Regions from separate parts of the Rattus norvegicus genome. Here region 1 is linked to region 2. Evidence: chromatin contacts called from public Hi-C data. All regions are on one chromosome and are shown on one strand. Each heading gives the region's core, a stretch centred on a gene start, on an enhancer-like site or on the middle of the called end of the contact. The rest is flanking DNA. Distances are from core to core; before and after follow the strand shown.

Evidence for each region. A called contact is a pair of places that touch in the nucleus more often than the background predicts.
Region 1: a contact with region 2 is called in a Hi-C map of kidney, with 7 times the contacts expected there. The contact joins the promoter of Irx1 here to the promoter of Irx2 in region 2. A contact is called at or near these places in 7 of 12 Hi-C or Micro-C datasets (frontal cortex, kidney, liver and 2 more) and 1 of 1 datasets of contacts at active chromatin or transcription factors (oligodendrocytes).

The regions. Positions count from the first base shown.
Region 1 is chr1:33,121,208-33,127,577 of GRCr8, forward strand. It overlaps Irx1 (iroquois homeobox 1), which reads left to right and starts at 1,915. Exons shown (of 4, transcript NM_001107331.2): 1 at 1,915-2,417; 2 at 5,377-6,370. The coding sequence starts at 2,142.
Region 2 is chr1:32,492,974-32,499,453 of GRCr8, forward strand. Irx2 (iroquois homeobox 2) reads right to left here and starts at 1,957. Exons shown (of 5, transcript NM_001039505.3): 1 at 1,439-1,957; 2 at 1-190. The coding sequence starts at 1,690.

The sequences.
Region 1 (6,370 bases), core at 665-3,164, 630 kb after region 2:
TGTATTTGGAAGACTTCCCACCTCCTTGCTCAGGTCTTATCTTTCCTGCCTTTACCTGTCACCTGAAGTGAGTGGTTCACTGAGCAAGAACAATGGTCAGGTCCGCTATTCACTAGAATGAAGTGATGTATTTGTTTGGAGGATGTAAGATAGGATCCTAAGATTCTGGTTACAAGATGGCTGCCGAGCTGGGAACCGGGAAGAGGTCATGATTAGGAACTTCATAAGCTAGAACATCAGGGAGTTCCCTCAGGGTAACCTCCAGACTAAATCCAAGCAGAAAAGCAGTTCCTGAGGTTCCTGGGGGTTGGGAGGTATGAAGTATGTAGGCTCTTATGGAGTGAACAGCCTGAACAAGTAAGAAGCCCTGAACCAGAGGAGAGAAATGAAGCCTGATTTTCCTGCTGGTAATTAGTAACTACTTTTACCAGTTGTATTGTGGCTAATTACAGGCAACCTTCAGTGTCTGATTTCAAGACCTATAGGGAGGAGGACTTTCTGATGTTGCAGGAGTTTGGAACTCCAGGCAAGCAAGTGGGCTTTAGCTGGTGTCCAGGGTCCTGATGGCACTAAAAACAGCATTTCAGTGTGCATGTTGGGGCTCTCTGTCAAGCCTGCCCCTGTACCTCTTAATTCTCTAAGTCTGGCATTAGACTCTGAGGGTGAAGCTCTCTGCATGATTGAATGATGATGTGATGTGACACTCTCAGACATATGCCACATTATAGGCAGCAGCAAGAAATGTGGCACTAGCAGTTCTGAACTTCCAATAGCAATCTAGGGAACCCAGCACAGAAGCATCTTTCTCTGGCTGGCCCTGCTGTATAAGAGAGGAAGGTACATTCCAAGTCTGCCCGGAGAACAGAGCAGCCAGCCTCCTGTCCTAGGCCACATAACTGCTGCTGGCTTTCACACTGTCTAGTTCTCATTCTCCCTGCCTCTGAGATAGAAACTGGGCAGAGGAGTCAGGGGTGGGGAGCTCAAGGCCAGCGGACTGATGGCTGTCCTGTCCTACTGGCTAGTCGCAGCGCCGCCTCAGGCCTCAGGTACCTGAGCTCCACACAAGTTGGCGCTCCCAGTCTGCACACCTAGTGGATAAACGCGGGCACCCAGGCCATGCAGGCTTCTCCAAAGCTGGAACAAAGATGTAACTATCGGCAAGATTCAATCCTCCCTTTACCTTGCGAAGGTCCGTTCCTTCCTACACTTCCTTTCCCCTCCCTCTAGGATCTCTCCGCTACTAGACAGTGATTTCTCGGCTGGCTTGCCCGTTTTCGAAGTTTTTATATTTGGAGGAACCGACAGAGCACGGCCACATCCCGCTTCCCCAAGAGCAAGGGGGTCAGCGATTTCCAGAGGATCTGTTAATAGCAAGTGGGGCCAGGGAGACGAAGCACCCTGTATCAGAGGTGTCGAGCCAAGCGTTGATTTATCCGAACACTTCAGCCAAATATGTCCCACGGAGGTGTTGCAACGCCAGCCACAGAGGAGAGGCTGCTCGCTATAGACTGTCCCCTGGCCCCAGGCCTCTCTCCCTGCCACCCCAGCTGTGGAAACGCAATCCCGGAGTTGCTTTTGTTAAAAGGAGGTGGGGGAACAGATCTCGGATGCAAAACCGGGTGTCAGACAGCTGTAAACCGGTGTCGACAGGTTGTCAAAAGCCGCGGGGGCTGGTTGGGATGAAGCCTGAGGCCTCCGGACCTAAACCAGCAGACGGGCCGCGCGCGCCCACCGGAGGAGGAGGTGGCCCGGCGGGCGCGGGGCACCACGTGCTCGCCGTGAGGGGCGGGAGCGGCCAGCGAGGGCGGGCTGGAGGCAGGGAGGGGGCGGGAGGGGAGCCAGGGGCGGGGCCTGTGCTCAAGGGGATGCCAATCAAAGCATCAACTTCAAATTGTGTCTGAGAGCCCGGCCGCCGAGCGGAGGGCGGCCGCCGCAGTCGGCGCGCGATCTCGGATCCGGGCGCAGCCGGGCGCCGCCAACCAGCACTGGGCTGAGGAACAGCGAGCGGCCCCCGCCCCCGGGCCGGCCGGAGCGCGCCCGGCCCGCCGCCCGCAGCCCCAGAGCCGCGCCTCCTCGGATCGACAGCCAGTCTCTTTGCCCGCGCAGTTAGGGTGCCCTCCACCACCGCCAAGCCCGCGGACATGTCCTTCCCGCAGCTGGGCTACCCGCAATACCTAAGCGCCGCGGGCCCGGGCGCCTACGGTGGAGAGCGCCCTGGGATGCTGGCTGCGGCCGCGGCTGCTGCAGCCGCCGCCTCGTCGGGTCGGCCGGGGACTGCAGAGCTGGGAGCGGGCGCCGGAGCGGCCGCGGTCACCTCGGTGCTGGGCATGTATGCCGCGGCGGGACCGTACGCGGGCGCACCCAACTACAGCGCCTTTCTGCCCTATGCCGCGGACCTCAGCCTCTTCTCACAGATGGTGAGTGCTCCCGCCTCCCGCGCGTCCTCCTGACCCGCACCCACGGGAGATCACGGCGCCCAGGGACAGCGGGAGCGGTTGGCCGAGCAGAGAAACAGAGGACCCGCAGGCAGTGTCTGGAAAAAAGAGCAAAAGGGGTCCTGCACAGGGGATCCGGTGGCGGAGACCTCGTTCCCCCGGGACTGGGGAATGCCCAGAGGCACAGGCAGTGACCACTGCAGTCTTGGGGGTTGAAGACCCGATCCTGAAAGGGTTGTGCGCTAGTAGAGAGAAACCCGAGAGCAGGCCTGAGAGCGCGGCAGGCGCTGGAGGTCCGGGCAAAACCGCCAGGCGCCTCTGTGCGACAGGGCAGGCCCGCCGGGCCCCCGCAGCCAGGGCCGCTTTAGTCACACTGCTCTGGCCTGGCGGCTGGCCTCGCCTGAGCGCTGCAAGAGCTTTCTCTTGGGCCCAGAAGACCTTCCTTCTCCCTCTTTGGCAGAGCAGAGGTAGTTGCCCTGAACTTTGCCAAAGGGAACCGGTTAAATCTAGCGGAGTCCGTCAAAAACATCCCAACAAACAATAGACGTCCGCGGAGCAGAGAGGTCTCTTAATGGCGTGTGTAGGCACCATAGGGATCGGGATCCCGGTTAAGAAATACTAAGTTGACATAAATTCTGGTTACCGAAACGGTGTTTGCTTTTACTTTCGTAAGTTGCCAAACTTTCCTTTTCATTTGAGCCGAAAGAAAAGCACTTTTCTTCCCGCGTTACATAAGGGAGAGTTAAAGGAACAGTGTCCCAGTGATTAAAATAAATGGTGCTTTCCCATCTCCTGTCCCAGTGGGTGTCAGATGGGTGTGTGTGTGTGTGTGTGTGTGTGTGTGTGTGTGTGTGTGTGTGTGAATTTAATTCTCCACAGGAGTATTGGCCAGTCTGTCCTTTCCACCGATCAATTTTTCTTGGTTTGACTGAAAGGTCGGACTGCTTAAACTTGAGGCCGCTGGCAAAGTGCAAGGCGGGCGCGGGATTTTGGGAGGCAGTCCCCTGCCGCCCTGCTATCTTCTGGATAGGGCAATTTCCAAGAACCCCGAATTATCCAGTCCCTGGGAAAACAGACCAGACCAGATCCCCTTAAAGGATGGATTGTGCAGGAGCAAAGCGGCTAGCGCGATTTCCCGAACTTTTCTTGTAGTTTAGAAAGAAAGCCTATTTCTTAGTGGTCGGCCGGCCAGCTGCCTTTCGGGTGCTTCCCAACCAGGAAGATCAACCCCCCATTTTGTTCAGACAGCCAGTATGCCCCGGGAGCGATGAGAGATTTACAAGGTGCCCTTTCGAAAACAATTCCCAACAGAGACGAGGCCGAAATTTCTCCTTTACTATTACAACTAAAATAATTTTAAAAGGCGAAACGTACATTTTACAATGGCGAGGTTCAAACGAATTCGGGCCACAGAAGTCTCTGAGGCGCGGCCTCGGTCACTAAATTAATTAGTCAAAGAAACAAGCTTTTAGTAACTTTTTTAGGGTTCCGACTTCGTTTTTGTTAACCTGGTAACTGGATCCTTTTTAAAATGGAAGACGAAAGGTGATTTATTTATTATTTTTACGAATATTTTTAACTGAAAATTTGAATACAGATGTGAGCCATTTGGGAATCCTGCCTCTGTGCTTGTGGGGGAGGGGGTCTGCTGCCATTGTGGTGAGGTATGGAAGGTCGGTAGGAGGTTTGTGTTGTTGTTTAATTTTGTTTTCTCTTTAAACTAAAGGGAAAATAAAATTCCTCCCCTAAGATGTTTGTGTTACCTCCAGGTCTCCTACCGGGTTCTTGGAAAGTAAAGCTAAATCCAAACCCTCAGAAGAGGCCTAGCTTTCTAACCTTTAGGATCCGGTATTTGGAACCCAAAAGATAAAATTGTGAGTGAACGTCTGTCTGGGCAATTTATGGTAATAATGAGGCCTAATGAGGCTGTTAGAAAGATAAAATGTTATTTACCAAAAAACCTGATGGGATAATTTGACTTGCTGTGTTTTACTACTGATGATAAAAAGAATATTGATTGCAAATAAATCATGGCCTCTAAATGCCTGCAAACAGTTTCTGTTTGCTCGGCTGCAGATCAAAGTCAAACTTAAGAGATAAAGTAACCAAGAAGAGGCCCAGGAAACTGAACCGGTTCCCCTGAGCTGCAGCCTGTGGCTCCAGGGCCTGATGTTAATATTTTACCGGATAAGCTCTCCTTTTGTATTTTTTTAAAATGTGTTTTGTCATTGTTACTGAGGATGGCCAGGATTAAATTTTCAATTACCTGTCACCACTACAGACCTCGAAGCGTGAGTGAACCATTATATGCAGATTACTTTGGGAGGCAAAAGGAGGGCTCTGCTTTCATTTTAAATTGGTGGTGAATTTAGACTGAAGAGTGCCTTGGATGGTTTATTTTGATTGAGTCCTTCAGGGTGGAAGGGAGGGAGGGGCCTTGAATTCTGAGTGCTTCACTTTGGAGAAACTGTTTCATCAGCCTACATAAAAGGTTTCCCCCTCCAGCTAGTGTAAGACGAACTTGAAAATCTGAATTTTGTGAAGGGGTGGTGTTGGGGACCAAGGGTTCTGGGAAGACTCGGGAAGGGGGAGGGGCAGGGCTGGTGCTGAGTTCTAAAAATCCGGAGCTTCTAGAAGTTTTTCTAGAGTGAACAACAGTCTTTTTTAAAAATCTGTTTAGTGGAGACCCAGAACCTACAATCCAGTTTAAGGCTCCAGCTGCTTCGATTCTTTCTCCAAGTAGTGGTGTGTGTGTGTGTGTGTGTGTGTGTGTGTGTGTGTGTGTGTGTCTGTTTTCTGAGTCTGGTGAATCAAGTGCTCCCAGGGTCCACAGCAGCAAGGATCTTCCTTTCCTAGCCCCTGAAACTCATCTCTCCCCATCTCTCTCTCTTTCTCTCTCCACTTCCTTTCTCTTTTCTCTCCTGCTCTGTGGTTGCTCCAGGGCTCTCAGTATGAACTCAAGGACAACCCCGGGGTACACCCAGCTACCTTCGCAGCCCACACAACGCCTGCTTATTATCCCTATGGCCAGTTCCAATACGGGGATCCCGGACGGCCCAAGAACGCCACGCGCGAGAGCACAAGCACACTGAAAGCCTGGCTCAACGAACACCGCAAGAATCCGTACCCCACCAAAGGAGAGAAGATCATGCTGGCCATTATTACCAAGATGACCCTCACACAGGTCTCCACCTGGTTCGCCAACGCGCGCCGGCGCCTCAAGAAGGAAAACAAGGTGACTTGGGGGGCGCGCAGCAAGGACCAGGAAGACGGCGCCCTCTTTGGCAGCGACACCGAGGGCGACCCCGAGAAGGCCGAGGACGACGAGGAGATCGACCTGGAGAGCATTGACATCGATCAGATTGACGAACGTGATGGCGACCAGAGCAACGAAGACGAGGAGGACAAGGTGGAGGCTCCTAGGGCGCGCGTAGCCCCTCCCGCCCCAGCTCGGGACCAGAGCTCCCCGTTGTCGGCCGCCGAGACACTCAAGTCCCAAGATTCGCCCTTGGGCCTGGCTAAGGAGGTCTCAGAGCCGGGCAGCACGCGCCTTCTGAGTCCCGGAGCCGCGGCGGTCGGCCTGCAGGGCGCGCCTCACAGCAAGCCCAAGATCTGGTCACTGGCTGAGACAGCCACTAGCCCCGACGGTGCGCCTAAGGCGTCCCCACCGCCACCCTCCAGCCACGCCAGCGCACACGGGCCGCCCAGCGGCTCGCCCCTGCAACACCCGGCCTTTCTACCCAGCCACGGACTGTACACCTGCCACATAGGCAAGTTTTCCAACTGGACCAACGGCGCGTTCCTAGCACAGGGCTCGCTGTTGAACATGCGATCTTTCCTGGGAGTCAGTGCACCGCATGCAGCACCTCATGGCCCACACGTGACCGCACCGCCACCTCCGCAGCTGCCTGTCCAGGTTGCCACAGGGGTGCTCC
Region 2 (6,480 bases), core at 707-3,206:
TCTCTCCCTTGGTGGGGTACGGGTTCTTGCGGTGTTCGTTGAGCCAGGCTTTCAGTGTGGCAGTGGCGTCCCGCGTGGCGTTCTTGCGGTACGCGGGGTCGTTAAGCTGGTATGGGTAGGCCGCGCTGCCATATGGGTGATAACTGATGGCGCCAGTCATTCCGGTGGTGTGCGTGTCGTATGGCGAGCCCTGGAACCCACAACAGCCTGTGAGTGAAGGGTGCATGGGGCCCTCAGGCGTCACCCTCAAGGCGACCCTCCGTTGGCCCCCTGCTGCCTCTCCTGCTAGGTTTCTCTGGGTTGGAAACCTTTCATCAGTCAGAGAATCAGAGAAACACAAGGCTCGCTGTTGAAAAACAAAACTATTGCTATTTGATTCTAGAATTTTGTTTTAACACCTTATTTTTTTCTGAAACGGCATAGTTTCCCGAGTAGCGCGAAAAATGTCTAACGAACATAATTTTTGGATAGTCCCGCAGTTCTGCAAGTAGCTTTTTTATATCTAAATTTCATCTGAGGCTTGCCGCGCTGCTCCTCCCCCCTCCCCTCCTTTATGTAGCTTTAAAAAGATACTTCGCAACCCCACTCCGCTATTCACCCTCTGAAGCAGTGTAAATCCAATTTGCAACTCAGAAGCCAGTCAGCGTTTCCAATTCTTCAACTACGTAGTAATTAGCATTTTAATTCATCCTCTAACGTTTAACTACCACACGTTGGTAACCTTCTCCCAAGGCCTGGTTCCTACCCAGGGAATTCCACCTAGAGCAGACCCCCTCCCCCCATACACAATGTCTTCACACGCCCCCAAAACTGCCAGGACCAGCATTGGCAGGGCCCATTCTCAGGACTCAAGAGATACTCAGGCAGATCCCGGATCTCTGGAGCTGGAGCCCATAGGCCAAGTACGAACTCTGGCAGCATTTAGCGGGTCCCAAACCCGTTAACACATTTTTAATATTTTTTTTTTTCCTGAAAGCCGGGTTGGCGAGACAGAGAAAGGCCAAGACTACAGAGCTTCGGCCTGGGTCTAGGGCAGCAGCCACAGGCTCACGCGCACACCCCCCCCCCTACACACCCCATGACCCCGCCAGTACCAGTCAGGCCAAGAAACCCAAACCTGGCAGCATTGGCCCTAGAGGCCTGGGCAGCGATGGCCCTCGGCTCGGAACCACGCGGAGATCAGACGACCGATTTCTCAGCCCCAGCAATCCGCAAGCGCGAATTAGAGCTAACTCGTGGCCCAGGCACGGGTAGAGTAGCACTTCGCCCGGGCTCAAGGGAAATCAGCCTACGAGCTCTGCCGGTCAGTCCCATCTCTTGTTTAGTGCGGCAGCGGGTGCTGGTGACTTTGGAGCCGCCGCCCGCGTCCCGTTCCTAGCACCCGGCTAAACCTACACCCCGGTCCCGGTCTCCCCAGCCCCCACCCCAAAGCGGTTACCATGTAGGACGGGAAGCCGGCAGCGGCGGCGGCGGCAGCGTCGGCCGAGTACTGCAGCGGGCTGCCGAAGCCGGTGGCCGCCTGCGCTGTGAAGGCCGCTGAGCCGGGGTACGGACTGAACGCGGAGCCCGAAGCCGAGCGCGCCAGCTCTTCGCTGCGCGGCGCCGCCAGCGCGGACGCGCCGTACGCGGGGCACGAGTAGAGCGCCAGCGAGCCGGGCGCTTGGTACAGGTAGCCCTGCGGGTAGGACATGGTGGGCGCCGGGCGCAGGGCCCGCGTCACACGGAGCAGCGGGCAGCGCGCGCGGCGCCCTCCATCCACGCCCGGCCGGGGCGCACCGGGGCCGTGGGTCGGGGCAGGCTGGACTGGAGGGCGCTAGCTGGGCGCGGGGCTGGCGGATCGGTGGGGCGGCGGCGGCGGCAGCAGAGCGGAGCCGGTGGGCGCAGCCGCGCGCCAGGCCGGCGGTCGGGATTTGGGGGAGTCTGCAGTCAGGAGTGAGGAGTTGAGGAAGGAGCGCTCGAGTTTCCGAGGGACATTGGAACGCCGAGCTGTCCGTCACACCCTCATCTGCATATTCTGGTGCCCGCCCCTCCCCTGCTCCGCCCGCCGCCGAAGCCCCGCAGAGGCCGGGGGAGGGGCAGAGAGCGGAGGGGAGGGAAGTGGAGGGGAAGGCGGAGGAGTGGCAGCCAGAGGCTGGAGGGAGGGACGTGCAGGCTTTTGTCGCGCAGCCGCCTCTCTCCGCTCCCGCCCCGGCCCGCAGCCGGCAGCGTTGAAGCCCGGCCTGGCCAAACTGGGCGTAGCGCTCACCCCCTCCCACTGGCACGTCCTCTCAGCCACGTCCTCGCACCCGGCCGCCGGCTCCCGCCTCGGCCCAGCCACCTCCCGGGGCCCTATCCGGGCACTGCCGGCGCTCTTGCTGGACTAGCTCTGGTCGAGCAAAGGCCTCCTGCAGTCGGGCCAGGTCCGATCCACCTGGGGGAACGTACGGATCGGACACCCTGCCACCCAGAAGATAGCGGCCCAGGTCGCATCCCGTGTCCAGTGCAGACGCCGCAGGGAGCTGGAGGGCAGTGTGGAGACACCTGCAGAGTTGCCGGGCCGTCCCACTTCTACAGTCCTCTGTCCGCCTGTCCTCAAGGCTAAGGCTGCCCAATTGGCCTCGCGTCTGGTCTCCTGCTCCTGGCGCCTGGGCTGCCAAGCATCCACCCGGAATCTGAGCGTTTCGGTTTGAAGCTGTGGGAGGCCCCGAGATGAGGTTTCTACCCAAGTCCACAGAGAAGATTTCAGGCGGTGTTAGGAACATCATGTCTGTTAGCGTCTGGAACACTGTCAGTGAGTGACTCGCTTCAAAAAACGCCCTTCTGGTCCCCAAAGAGTTTTTGTTTTCTTTGGTTAAGTTGAATGCGTGTTCGAATTTGGGGGAGGCTCCTGCCAGGAGAACTGACTGACTTTGCTAGAGTATCCACTGCCACTTCTCGAAGGGATATGGGCCAATCGTGTGGTGGTTCAGGTCACCCGAAGTCCGGTAGTTGACTCGCGGGTCCTGAGGGCCCGAGGGACCCAGCCTTTAAACTTTTTTTGCTCGCACCTGCTCCCTTTTCCCCAAGTGAGGGTCCTGGGTGGCCAGGGAGGGCTCTGGTACACTGGATGTGAAGGAGCGTCAATGGGTGGCGCTTGGGACTCGTAGGGGTCAGGTGTGAGCTGGCCCGGGAGGGGGCGCCCGCCCAACAGGTGTCTCCTTCAAGCTTGCTCCATAGAGCACAAGGACGACGCCGGCTGGGGCGCGTGCCTGAGCTCAGATCTGCAGCCATTCTAACCTCAGTGGGTTCTGAAGCTAGTAGAGGGCGTCAGAGTTCTCCCTCCTGCGAGCGCCTGGCTTCTGCGTAGGCCTGGGCTGTGGCGCTCCAGCTCTTGCGGCAGCCAGATCCGTGACATCCAATGAATGCTGTAGTCGGCGGGCGGGCCGGGCTTGAGTTTTGTCTTGTCCCAGGGAACCAGGAATCAATTGTACTGACGGAGATAGTTTCTCCAGAGCCTTTGGTTGGCAGGCAGGCAGGCAAGTTTATCACTTTTGGTAGGTACTTTCCAGGCATTCTACTCAAACTGCCACCACCACACATCCTGCAGACCTTCTGAGCCCTTTTCAGCAGTCTCAGTACCTACGCACAGGCACAGCCAACCTCCCATTATACCTTGGGCCTACAGTGCAGACCCTGGGTGGGGCATCCTCATTGGGGGAGAGGGAGGGGGAGGGAGGGAGGAGAAGGGAAAGGAAGAGGTCACCACCCTAGCACCCCAGTACAGAGCAACTGGGTGGAGCCAAATCAGTTTATTCAGACATTTTTGTTTTCACAGGAAGGGAATTCTTTTGGGAAGGGGCCCTCAGTGAGAACTCCTGTACTGGATAACAAAATACCACAGGTCAGACTGAGGCACATAGTATCTTCCAATTAAATTGGTTTCAACTTTTTATATGAAGCATCTAATTTTTATCCGGGGAATGATTCAGATTTTAATCTTTTCTAAAGATTAGTTTTCTACCCTGGTTTCAATTTCAATGGGATTTGCCCTACCTTTTCCTCCTGACCTATGCCAGGTATGGAGGAGAAAGCAGCACACACACACACACACACACACACACACACATACATACATACATATATATGTGTGTGTATGCATATGTATATATACACACACATATCAGTAGCACGGAGCAGGTCCTTGTCCCTATATTCAGCTGATTCAGACATTAATTAATTACATAACCAGACAAGTGTGCTTGACTTTGTCTCCTTGTGCCCATGGACATCAAGAAAGTGCAACCCTATTGCTTGGCACAACCCATCTAGACCAAGGCCCCTCTGTATTTCCTCCATGAAATATCTTCCACGAAAATTTAAAATGTCCATCCTGCTTTCTATTACTAATAAAAACAGCCTACCTTGTACAATTAAACAGTCGAATCTGACTACATGCTGATTTTATTGGCAGTGACTGTGGCAAATTAAAATGCCTATACAGGGACATTAACTTGTGAGTTCCCATTGTTTTTGGGGCATTTAAACTCTGGTTTACACGAATGTTCCTAAACTCTGGAAAAGCCTATTTTTTACTTCTCTTAGGTTAAAGTTGCCTTAATCTTTAAAAAACACCCCCCCCCCAAATGTCAATGAGGGAAATTTACTTTCCAAGTGTAGAGAGGGCCTGGGCAGACAACCCTCACTGCTACTGGGGTGACAGGGTTACCTCAAACTGCTCTTGGTTTTCAGTTTCAAAAGAGTCCTGGATGTTGTGTTTCATGTAGGAGGGGAGTTCAGATATCTCTTAGGAATCTGGTGAAATCGTTAATTGCTTAGAAAGCCCTCACCTGTGACAGTTACTCAGCCTGTGGGACCCTCCCTCACGTATACAGTGGAGTTAAAAAACAAACTATGCTATTGTTGCCCTCACGTAGGCAAAGACAGAAATATTTAGAGTTGGCTCTGGCTAGCGATTCTTTCAAGCTGCCCCGTTTTCCGTGGAGTCCACTGGCGGACCAAATATTAAGGCCAGAAGAGGAAGATCTTTCTGAGTACGAAGATGGTTTTGAAGGCCCAGGCGCTGGCCGCCGACACTGTACGGTCTCATGGCTTTCAGAAGGCGACTAGGGCTAAAGTCGCGCCGCAAGCGGCGAGGGGGCGCTGTGGCCCGCGCCTGCCGGCTTAGGCCCAGCTGAGGAAACCTGGCGCTGCCACCGTGCCACCGACGCGTGGCTGACGCCCGGCCAGTGGCCAGATCTGTCCTTTCCACGCCTGTTTTATTCGGAAAAGAAGGAAAACAATAAGAGCAGGCCATTTCAATAAAGCTAGACCTCTCGTGAGTATTCTGTTTCAACTCTGGCCTCCGTGGCTTATTTAAATTTGGGGCCCAAAATAAGCTGCCACTTTGATGCGTGTAGATATTTTTATCTTAAATAAAATGAAACATTTACTTTTAAAGTGGGTTTTCTTTAATGAAGGAAATTTAAAATTTTCCTTAAAATTTAAAATTAGGTAATTTTCCACGTATCAATTCACATTCTATTATATTAGCAGTTAGGACTTTCTGGAATGTGCATCTCCTTGCTCATCAAGACAGAAAGGAGAGAAGAAGTCAAGCTTTTGCTTCTTTTTTACTTAAGTTTCGTTTTTGTTTTGTTTTGTTTTGTTTTAAAGATTTTCAGTGCACCAACTTTAATTCCACATGCAAAGGAAGTTTCCCTCTGGTTTACATTGTATTAGGGCTACATCGTCGGCATTTCTAGTTTCTAAAGCCGACGCGCTTTCCTGGAAAGCGCCACGCAGGACAGTCCTCCGAAGGTGAGGTGGTCTTTGATGCCCGCATCCTGGAAAGAGAAGTCTGGGCCCCACCTCGGGTTCCGCAAACCAGCCTGCGAGGCCTGGCCTCCTTGGAGGGCACCAAAGAAGGCTACCCCTGCGGAGCCAGATCAGCTTTCTGCCCTGAGCTGGGGGAAGTAGGGGGTAGGAGGGAAGCACTTTTTTTTCTTGTTTCTCTCTGGAGGACGGAGAATTCCACTAACCAGTGCTTTCTCCTTTAACTCTCCTCTCTCCCTCGCTACAGATCCTGGTCAGCCATCAATTTGGCTAACTTGTCTTTCCTGGTTTTCGTTAGTGGGCAGCATGAGTTCCCAGTCTCCGTTAGAAGCCCGCTTCAGACAGGCTTCCTGAAGTTTCTCTTCCGCACAGAGTCCGGACAGTTCTCCACATCAGGCCATTCGGTCACTGTTCTCATCTCTATCTGCCGGTGTTCTGCTTCTGTCGCTCCTCTTATCTCCCAACTACGATTCTGCCGCCCGCGGTCCACCCGTGTTCTGGGAAAGGCGTCCACGAGACCCGGCCCAGGGTTTTGCGCCTCGCCAGGAGGTAGCCGCGCTGGCCAAATCTGGGAGTCCACGGCGCCGCCAGGAGGGAGCGCAGCGCGCGCAGCCTGAGAACCGGGCAAAGACTGGACTAGGGACGTAGTCTTCCCTGGGACTGTGCTAGTTTACTGTCCCAGAACTGGTG